3 separate regions of the Mus musculus genome follow, and regions 1 and 3 are each linked to region 2. A link is a contact called in public HiChIP or PLAC-seq data. All regions are on one chromosome and are shown on one strand. Each heading gives the region's core, a stretch centred on a gene start, on an enhancer-like site or on the middle of the called end of the contact. The rest is flanking DNA. Distances are from core to core; before and after follow the strand shown.

Region 1 (3,017 bases), core at 303-2,802, 130 kb before region 2:
TTCCCCTCATCCAGTCTCAGCTTCTCCCTTCCTGCATCTTTTCTGCTCCCTTCCTCCTCACTGGCCGCCTGTGCTCTCGCTCTCTTTTTCCGACAGAAAAAGATTAGGCAGACTAGATTTCAAACATTCCAGGGCTGAAGGTTTTCAGCAAAGAGATAAGCCCCACTAAGTTTCCTTCAGAGTAGCCAGATGCCTCTCGCTCCTGGCTGATGATATTCTCTGCCAAGCTCAGGTTCACCGGCCTGGAGTATGTCCTCGCCGTTCCTCCAAACTCAGCACCGTTGCTTGGTTTCCACATTTATTCCACAAATAAATCCTATATTTAGATGTTTCTAAAATTATTTTTGCTTTATATATTTTTGTGCGTGCATCCATATGTGTGTGGGTGCTGGTGAAAGTGTACTGCTGTGCACATTTGGAGGTCAGAGGGCAACTTTGTAGAACCAAGTCTTTCCACTTTTATGATGCCAGGCCCCTGTTTGCATTCTTTGAGCTAAGGTTTTGCTACATGGTTGCTCTCGAAAGCAAGGCGACCCTCCAGTCTCCATGTTACAGGAAAAAACAGAATGTATCCCTCTGTCGACATATAAGGAATCGAGTTGAGCAGGTCAATCAGCTGGCCTGCCCACCTTTCTAATTCCAACTCAGAAAGATATAACTTTTCCTTGTCCTTTTCTGCCTCTTTTGGATGCAGGCCAGAGCCTAAATAGGATCCAAAGAGAGCAAGGAACCCTAGTGCCGGCCCTATGGTTCTCACTCCACAAAATAGGAACTCTTGATCAATTGTGCAGGCTGTGACAAGGCATTAGGAGCAGAGAGCTCTGATGGGTGTAGTCTCTCTCATCTGGCTCCATCCTTCCCCAGAGACTCATGAAACCCTGGGGTATCTGCATCAAGTGACTGACTATGGAGGAAATGTAACCCTAAGCCCAGGGGTGCATCCCTGAAAGAGGGGTGTGACTCAGGAGCTGAGCCATCACTACACACTCCAAATAGACAACAGCATGATTGTGCGTGGAAGTGGGGCAGTGGGAAGTAGGGGTGAGGCTGGGAGAAACTGCTCACTCCAGGACTCACCATACCCCCTTTGTGCCTCCCCTCTGTGGTGAGCCTGTGTTCTGGGTCCCTGAGAGGACATCTCCAAAATGATGACAGGAGAAAAAAAAATGTGTCAAAGATGACAGATAGAAAAATGACATGAAGGTAGGCAGCCACTTTCTGGACCCATTAAACCTTCTGACCTTGGGATCAATGGCAGAACGGTGAGTATGCTCTGTCTGAAACAGTGAGGCTCACCTAGCCGTTTCCTGTAAGAACACGTCACCTCTAAAGATCCCTGGTAGATTACTGGGGGATGAAAATGAGGCAGAGATAGCTACTACTTCACACTGACTTCTGGAAGAGTCACTACAGAGTGTTTACAAAGATCCCACAGATGGCTAAAATTAGCTCATTCTGCACAGAATTATCTGCTGGTGACTCAAGAGAGTGACACAGGCAGGGCTAAGCTGTGAGCTCACCAGGAAGCTCATTCCCTAAAATTATTCTCTGGCAGCCAACGACCCTAGTGCACACCAGCGGGTGCATGATGGGCTATAAATAGTGACCCGTTATGCCATCACCAAGGAGCTGTGTCTTCATTGCTATTTCCTGCAGACCTAAGAACCTTCTGACTGGTTCTCTATTGTCTCTGATACAGAGTAGGGTGTGGGTTGTGTGTGTGTGTGTGTGTGTGTGTGTGCGTGCGCACACACACGCTCACTTGCTCACACACTCACATGCACATGCACACACAAGTAGGTACACATGCATCTCAGAGCATCATTTTAGTTGTATAATATGATAAGATAATCAGAGAATGAGCTAAACAATATGCTTGGTATCACCTGACAACCCAATGACACTCACCACTGAGTTTTGGGTCCTTCAAAGACTTCCACCCATGACCTTGGATTTTTTTTTTTTCCCTATAAGGTGGAAAACATATCCTGTCAGTTGACCTTGGGCAGGTGCTCAACTTGGAAATGTGTTTGGATACATAGGCAGAGGAGATGGTGTGGGTATACTCGCCATTAGAGTGTTTTTTTTCCATTTTTTAAAAATGGTTTTGTTTCTACCTAAGGGTAAGTTTTAGCCAGGTCCAGTGGCAACTGCTTATAATCCTGCACTTAGAAAGGGAAGGCAGGAAGGCCAAGGCTAACAAGACCCTGACTCATAAAGAGGAAAGACAGACACGTACAAGGCCAATTTGCAAGAACTAATATGTCCACTCTCTTCTCAAAGCTGCAATCTCAGTTGCCTCTTTCACATAATCAAACTTGAGTCTGTAGAGTCAGGCAAGTAAGCTATTTAACTCTTCAGTCCCATTAAGTAAAAAATGGTGCCCTCCTTTTCCAGATAGGCCTGTGGCCTGTAACATCTTCTTTCTTGGCGGCTGGCTTCCTTCCCTTTCCATCCCTACTGCGACTTCTCTGTAGTCTTTACCTCAGAACACCGCCACCCTTCCTGTGTGTGGAACGCATCGTGGTTCTGAATGACGCCTTTTCTCCACACGTGTCAGGTCTCTGGAGCCGATGGCACCCCCTGACTCTTGCGCCCACTTTCCTGCTCATGAAGAACTGTGCTGGTTTCTTCCATTCACAGAAGAAGTGTCAGGAAAAAAAATGGACACATTGCCGATTTTCTATTTTTGAAGCCCTGGAATTTTTCTTGTTGGGACACTGAGTGCTCCATGTCTAATTAGACCCTCCCCTCTTAGTCATGTTTGGCTTTATCAATAAATTACACAACTGATAATTAGGAACAGGAGCCCAGTGCGTGCGGCAAAGTGTGTAGGAAGAAGAACATTCAGAGAAATGTGGGGTTGGGATGGTGAGGTGAGAGAGGGGGCATCCAGGTCTAATGATGGGTCAGAAGTTGTTCATCTTTAAGCAAGAGCTTAAAGACTGAACTTTTACTCAGGGTAGGTCATTCTGCTATGTGGGCAGATGGGGTGGGGGGTGGGTGCTCAACAGAAA
Region 2 (2,700 bases), core at 29-2,528:
GTGATCTGTTACTAACTCTTTGGATATTTTCTTTGGATGATCAATATTTATCATATAAGTGAATGGGTTTCTTGCGTTTAATGGAAAAATGCAAATCAAATTGCTTAGGAAATAAACACTCTCATATAAAGTCCCAGGCTGCTAGATCCATCCCTTCAGCAATGTCAGAGGCTGCAGACTCTCTCCATCTCCATACCCAGTTGCCGCTTGGTGGCTGCACCAGTTTCAGGCACCACATCCATACCCAATATCCAAAGGAGGGTGAGGGGGTTTGTTCCTTCCTACGGCTATGGGAACGGCACAACAGATTTCCCGTTCCCGATCAGAACTGAGCCACTTGGAAAAGAGGTGAAACTAACATCATTGACTTGTTCCTGGGAGGTAGCTGTAGGGACGTGGTGGTGACTGAACGGCACATGCAGTGTCAGATCACTTTAAACAATGGTTGGCACTTAGAAACCGAGCTTAATAAGATTTCCCATGTAATTGGTGATGGAGAGTACCTGTCCTACTAAAATCATTATAGAGCCCAGGTTGTTGACTGTTGATGGATAGGTTCCTCTGTTCTGATTGCTCTGGAGTCTAAGCTGAGGAGATGACATAATGACAAAGAAGCCATTCTGCAGTTGTGCCAAAGGACAAAGGCTCCATTCCCCCAGGAGAGCACAAAGCAGGACTTTCCATTTGAGAAGGAACTGGGCTTTATTAGTGCAGAATTCCCAGGGGAAAGAACCCAGGATTGTCACCCAAAGGAGGACTGAGCAGAAAAGATCGTTTGATCCTGGGTGTCCGAGAACTGGCTATGTAAACCCTCCATTCTCGGGAGGGTTGGTCCTGAGAAGTGGGTGAGGCATGAGCCCATCACCGATGAGATCTGTATGATGTGTGAGAACACACATGAGAACACACAGAGCTTGGCAGGTGACAGGAATCCATTATCTTCTCATGGATTCATCAGTGGCTCACAGGCATAAAGGCACGGTGACAGTCAACCCCAAAATTAAATGTAATTATCAATTATTAATGTTAGGTGAGCATTCACACACCTTCTTTTCTGTCTAATTTGTTCAGCAGAGATCGCCTGTTCACCTCTAAGGGCATCCATTCTGCTGGAATTTTAAAATTCTCTTTTGGTTTTAATCCCATCTTTCCTCCATCCTTGGACCCAGCCTCTTGCTTCTGATTGAATTTGCTTGAATACCAGAATACTCGCCTCATGAATAACCAACCATCTGGGGTGTTTTCAGTAAACTCCGTGGGAGGAAAAACGCGATCACACACTAGCGGCTGCCAAAAGCAGTTTTGAGAGTACAACTCTTAGAATCTAGAACAGGAAATGACCTCATCTTAACCTCTGGCCCACTCATATTACAAATATAGGTACAAAGATGCAGAATATCCTGGTTGATTTTTAGTGCTTGTCACTAGAAATAAATCAGTAAGTTTAGAAATCCAAGAACTCTGTGGAGGAAAGATGCAACAGATATCTCAGTCTGTGGGAAACGTTTTTTTAGAGATCTTATTCATGAAATGGTTATTTTTATAAGGATTCAGTAAGAGGGAAAGTGAGCTGTTTATATAACAGTTGTACATATTGGCCATTCTATAAATATGAGACGTTCCCAGACTAATCAGAAGATGAAATGCCATTTATTCAACTCTGATAACTTGAAACGTTCAGGGATTAAATGTTTCCAGTTATACAGGCCACTTTTCTAAAACAATAATTCATTCATTCGTTTTTTGGAGACTTGGGTCAGCTGCTTAGAATCAGGAGACCATCTAAGAAGCTCCTTTTGTTTCTAAGCATAGGTAGCTTTCCAGCAAGGCTAATAACTAGTGTAGACATTTTGATTGAACTTAAATGTCACCTCCTCAAAGAGCCCTTGTCTAAATAATGTGCTTGCCTTGTTTCTCAAACAGGAAGTGTCCCACACGTGATATTATAACAAACTATATATGACTTACATGGTTTGAGTTTTATAACCACAGAGGCACTATATGCATAACACATGTATATACAAATATGTATATATATATATGTATATATATATATACACACACAAACATTTCTATGACTGAGACAGGGGCCATATCTATTTTTACTAAATTAAAAATTATTAACCTAGACCCTTGGGGGCTCCTAGAAACTGAATCAGCAACCAAATAGCATATGTGGACTAGATCTAGCCCCCCTCTACCCTACACATATGTACCAGAAGTGCAGCTTGGTCTTCATGTGGGTCTCCCAACAATTGGAGCAGGGGCTATCCCTGACTCTGTTGCCTGCCTGTGGATCCTGTTCTCCTCACTGGGCTTTCTTCAGTGGGAGGGGATGTGCCTAGTCCTACAGCGACCTGGTGTGCCAGGGTGGATTTGTACCCAGGAGGATGTCTCCCTTCTCAGAGGAGAAGGGCTTGTGGAGGGAGGGGACTCAGAGAAGCAGGGATGTAAAGTGAATAAATAAATATATTAGTGGAAAGGATTATTAACAACTCCGCACATGCTTACGATGTAACTTGGCCATCTTCTGCCCATCGCCCTCTCTCGCCCCACTGAATCTTCCTCCCCCTCAGGTTGTGCACCCACTTTCATGCCTTCTTTCTGTCTCACTTGTCACTCACAGAACTTGATTAGGGTGGCTTTCGTGAGCATGGATAGGGAATTTGTTACTGCCATGTGCAACTTGAGAGTGTCCAT
Region 3 (2,700 bases), core at 56-2,555, 160 kb before region 2:
GTTGGCTTTGGTTCCCCAGAAAAGAGAAGGAGCAGCCAGCAGCCCCGACCATTCACAGCCCATCCCTCCAATATCCACAGTCTCTTTGCAGAAGTTGGGATGGGTTAGCACATGCCTCAGTCCTGGGTTTCAATTTTTCTTACATGATTTAATAATGGAATAATTTAAAACAAGTCAAGGTATATTGAATATTATGGAGATTCTGCCTTTCTGCCACATTGCTAATGTCACAAGGAAGTCTAAGCATTTCTGATTAAGACTGATTTTTTTTAGCATCCTGAGCCAGCAGCTCTTTGCACTAGAGTTAAGCCAGTGTTCTATTGTCTCTCTGAGCTGTGCCTTATTGTTAAGGATACTTACAAAGTCAAACGCAGAGTGCAGTGCACACATCCAAAGTTGAATGAACATGCTCTGCCACAGCATCTCCATTAGCCACTCTGAGGTCTGTACAGATCTGGTCCGGCAAAGAGACATATTTGAGATATGCTGTCTCACTTTCTGTCCTGAAATACAACTTTGACAACGATGAGTTGAGTAAGTGAAGATGTGTTAAAAGCCAACCAACCACCACCAACAACAACAACAACACCCCCCTCAAAAAATAAAAATAAAACCAACAAAACCCTTGGACCACCTATGTGAGTGTCAGTACATTTGCATGCATGCATGTATTTTTATTTTCTAATTCCACAAGCAGGAGAAGCAGGCCATGTTGGATGAATCCCTTGGTTTCTCTAAAGGTGAATTTCCCCAGTAGCAAGACAAGCTTACTGACATTCGGCCAAGAGACAGTGAATGGATTGAAGTGTTTCCAAGTACACAGTGCTGTTCAAATGGTTCCCAGCTCACACCGCTGTCAGAGACCCAGTCTGTGCCTTCAAGATGAACCCACTCCTCCCTACCCAAGGAGGCCTCTTTTCTTCTTCTCTTTATTTCCCCTTCATCCTCTCCCCTCCCTCTTCTGCTTCCTCCCCCTCCCCCTCTTTCTCTTCCTCCTCCTCCCTCTTGGTTTTGTTTGTTTGTTTGTTTGTTTGTTTTGAGATAGGATCTTCCCTTGCGGCTCTGGCTATCCTGGAACTCACTCTGTAGACCAGGTTGGCCTTGTACTCAAAGATCAACCTGTCTCTGCCTGCAAAGTGCAGGGATTCAAGACAAGCACCACTATACCCAGCTTTAAAGGAGGTCCCTTTTCGTCCATTCTAAAGCTTTTATGGTATCATTCCAATGTGCAAGGCTCAGCGCCAGACAACAAGAAGCAGTTAGAGATGACTCACACCAAGATCCTGCCTCAAGGAACTCGGAGGACAAGGCTGCAGATAAATCCCAGAAAAATGAGTCTCCTGGGTCTCTGTCTTAGCGGTTGCTCACTGCATTACTAAGTAGAGTAGGTTATTTACACGTGAGTTGCAGTTCTTAAATATTTAAGTATAGAAGTGCATGTTAATAAACTGACATTCGTCTGGAAATAGAATAATTAACATACGTACTATTACTATACAGCTAGTCCAGAATACTGGGAAATGTTTGTGACTACAAAGGTGTTTGGGGGAGGCACTGTGAGGCCTTTTGGTGGCTAAGGGTGGCAGGCAGTGCCCTAACCCTAGCCTTTGCTAGGCAACCAGTCCTCATTAGGCCCACCAAGCCAAAGCTGACCTGAAAACAACTGGTGCCTCTGCCTCCGAAGTGAATTCCCCCATTTGTTTTCATTCTGAACCCATGGTGTGGGGAAGGACAGGAGAGATGGCTGGATGGCCATAAAAATGAATGAAAATCTGCAACTGAAAGGGGTAAATAAGGAGGTGGAGAGCAACTCCAGGATGAGACAGAGACCTGTGAAAGGTCTATGACCCAAGAATCAATGGAGGAGACCTTAGCTGTGACTTACTACATTGGGGATATGGAACCTGAAGAGGCCTTCTCCTGAAGCCAGACCAGAATCCCAGTGGAGTGGTAGAAACATCAACCCACTCACGAAACTTTCCATCCAAAATTTATCCTATCTACAAAAAATGCAGACACAGGGGACAAAAAAAGCAGAGACTAAGGTTATGGCCAACCAGTAACTGGCCCAACTTGAAACTCATCCCATGGGCAAGCACCAATTCCTAACACTATTAATGATACTCTCTTATGCTTGCAGACACGAGCAATTTGTCCTCTGAGAGGCTCCATCCAGCAGCTGACTCAGACAGATGCAGACATCCACAGCCAGAGGATGGAGCTTGGGGACTCCTATGGAAGAATAGGAGGAAGAATTGTGGGCTCCGAAGGGGATAGGAACTCCACAGGAAGACCAACAGAGTCAACTAACCTTTACCCTTGGGATTTCAGCGTCTGAACCACCAACCAAAGAACATACACAGGCTGGACCTAGGCTTCCCCACATATATGTACAGTTGGACCTCCACGTGGGTCCTCAACAACTAGACCGAGGGCTATCCCAAAAGCTTTTGCCTGTACATGGGATATGTTCTACCAGTGGGGCTGCCTTGTGTGACCTCAGTGGGAGAGGAAGTGCCTAGCCTCAAAGAGACTTGAAGTGCCAAGGTAGGAGGGATATCTAAGGGGGCCCATACCCATTCAGAGGAGTCAGGGAGGGGAAGGGTTGTGGGAGGGGGTGACTGGGAAGGGGCAGTGAGCAGGATGTAAAGTAAATAAGTAAAAACACTAAATTAAAATAATTTTAAAAAAAGTCTCTTT

What was found. HiChIP or PLAC-seq counts read pairs in DNA pulled down with a chosen protein or histone mark.
Region 1: an H3K27ac HiChIP or PLAC-seq map of embryonic fibroblasts shows a contact between it and region 2, with 24 read pairs. The contact joins two enhancer-like sites. A contact is called at or near these places in 2 of 15 datasets of contacts at CTCF or cohesin (both in the NIH/3T3 cell line), 4 of 484 Hi-C or Micro-C datasets (cerebral cortex, cortical neurons and tail fibroblasts) and 2 of 115 datasets of contacts at active chromatin or transcription factors (the NIH/3T3 cell line and embryonic fibroblasts).
Region 3: a contact with region 2 is called in a CTCF HiChIP or PLAC-seq map of the NIH/3T3 cell line, with 7 read pairs. The contact joins two enhancer-like sites.

Annotation. Positions count from the first base shown.
Region 1 is chr3:145,704,044-145,707,060 of GRCm38.p6, forward strand. No RefSeq gene overlaps it. Among named protein-coding and RNA genes, the nearest start is that of Ddah1, 53 kb to the right of the region's middle. Within about 2 kb of position 1,553, at least 70 of the 459 cell types and tissues checked have an H3K27ac peak or open chromatin away from gene starts, as enhancers often do. A contact at or near this core is called in the NIH/3T3 cell line and embryonic fibroblasts, where this site is marked.
Region 2 is chr3:145,832,848-145,835,547 of GRCm38.p6, forward strand. The region is part of intron 1 of Ddah1 (dimethylarginine dimethylaminohydrolase 1); the gene reads left to right. Among named protein-coding and RNA genes, the nearest start is that of Gm35187, 56 kb to the right of the region's middle. Within about 2 kb of position 1,279, at least 40 of the 459 cell types and tissues checked have an H3K27ac peak or open chromatin away from gene starts, as enhancers often do. A contact at or near this core is called in the NIH/3T3 cell line and embryonic fibroblasts, where this site is marked.
Region 3 is chr3:145,675,141-145,677,840 of GRCm38.p6, forward strand. Gm17501 (a long non-coding RNA gene) reads left to right here. Exons shown (of 3, transcript XR_003954574.1): 3 at 2,141-2,687. Among named protein-coding and RNA genes, the nearest start is that of Gm17501, 26 kb to the left of the region's middle. Within about 2 kb of position 1,306, at least 35 of the 459 cell types and tissues checked have an H3K27ac peak or open chromatin away from gene starts, as enhancers often do. A contact at or near this core is called in the NIH/3T3 cell line, where this site is marked.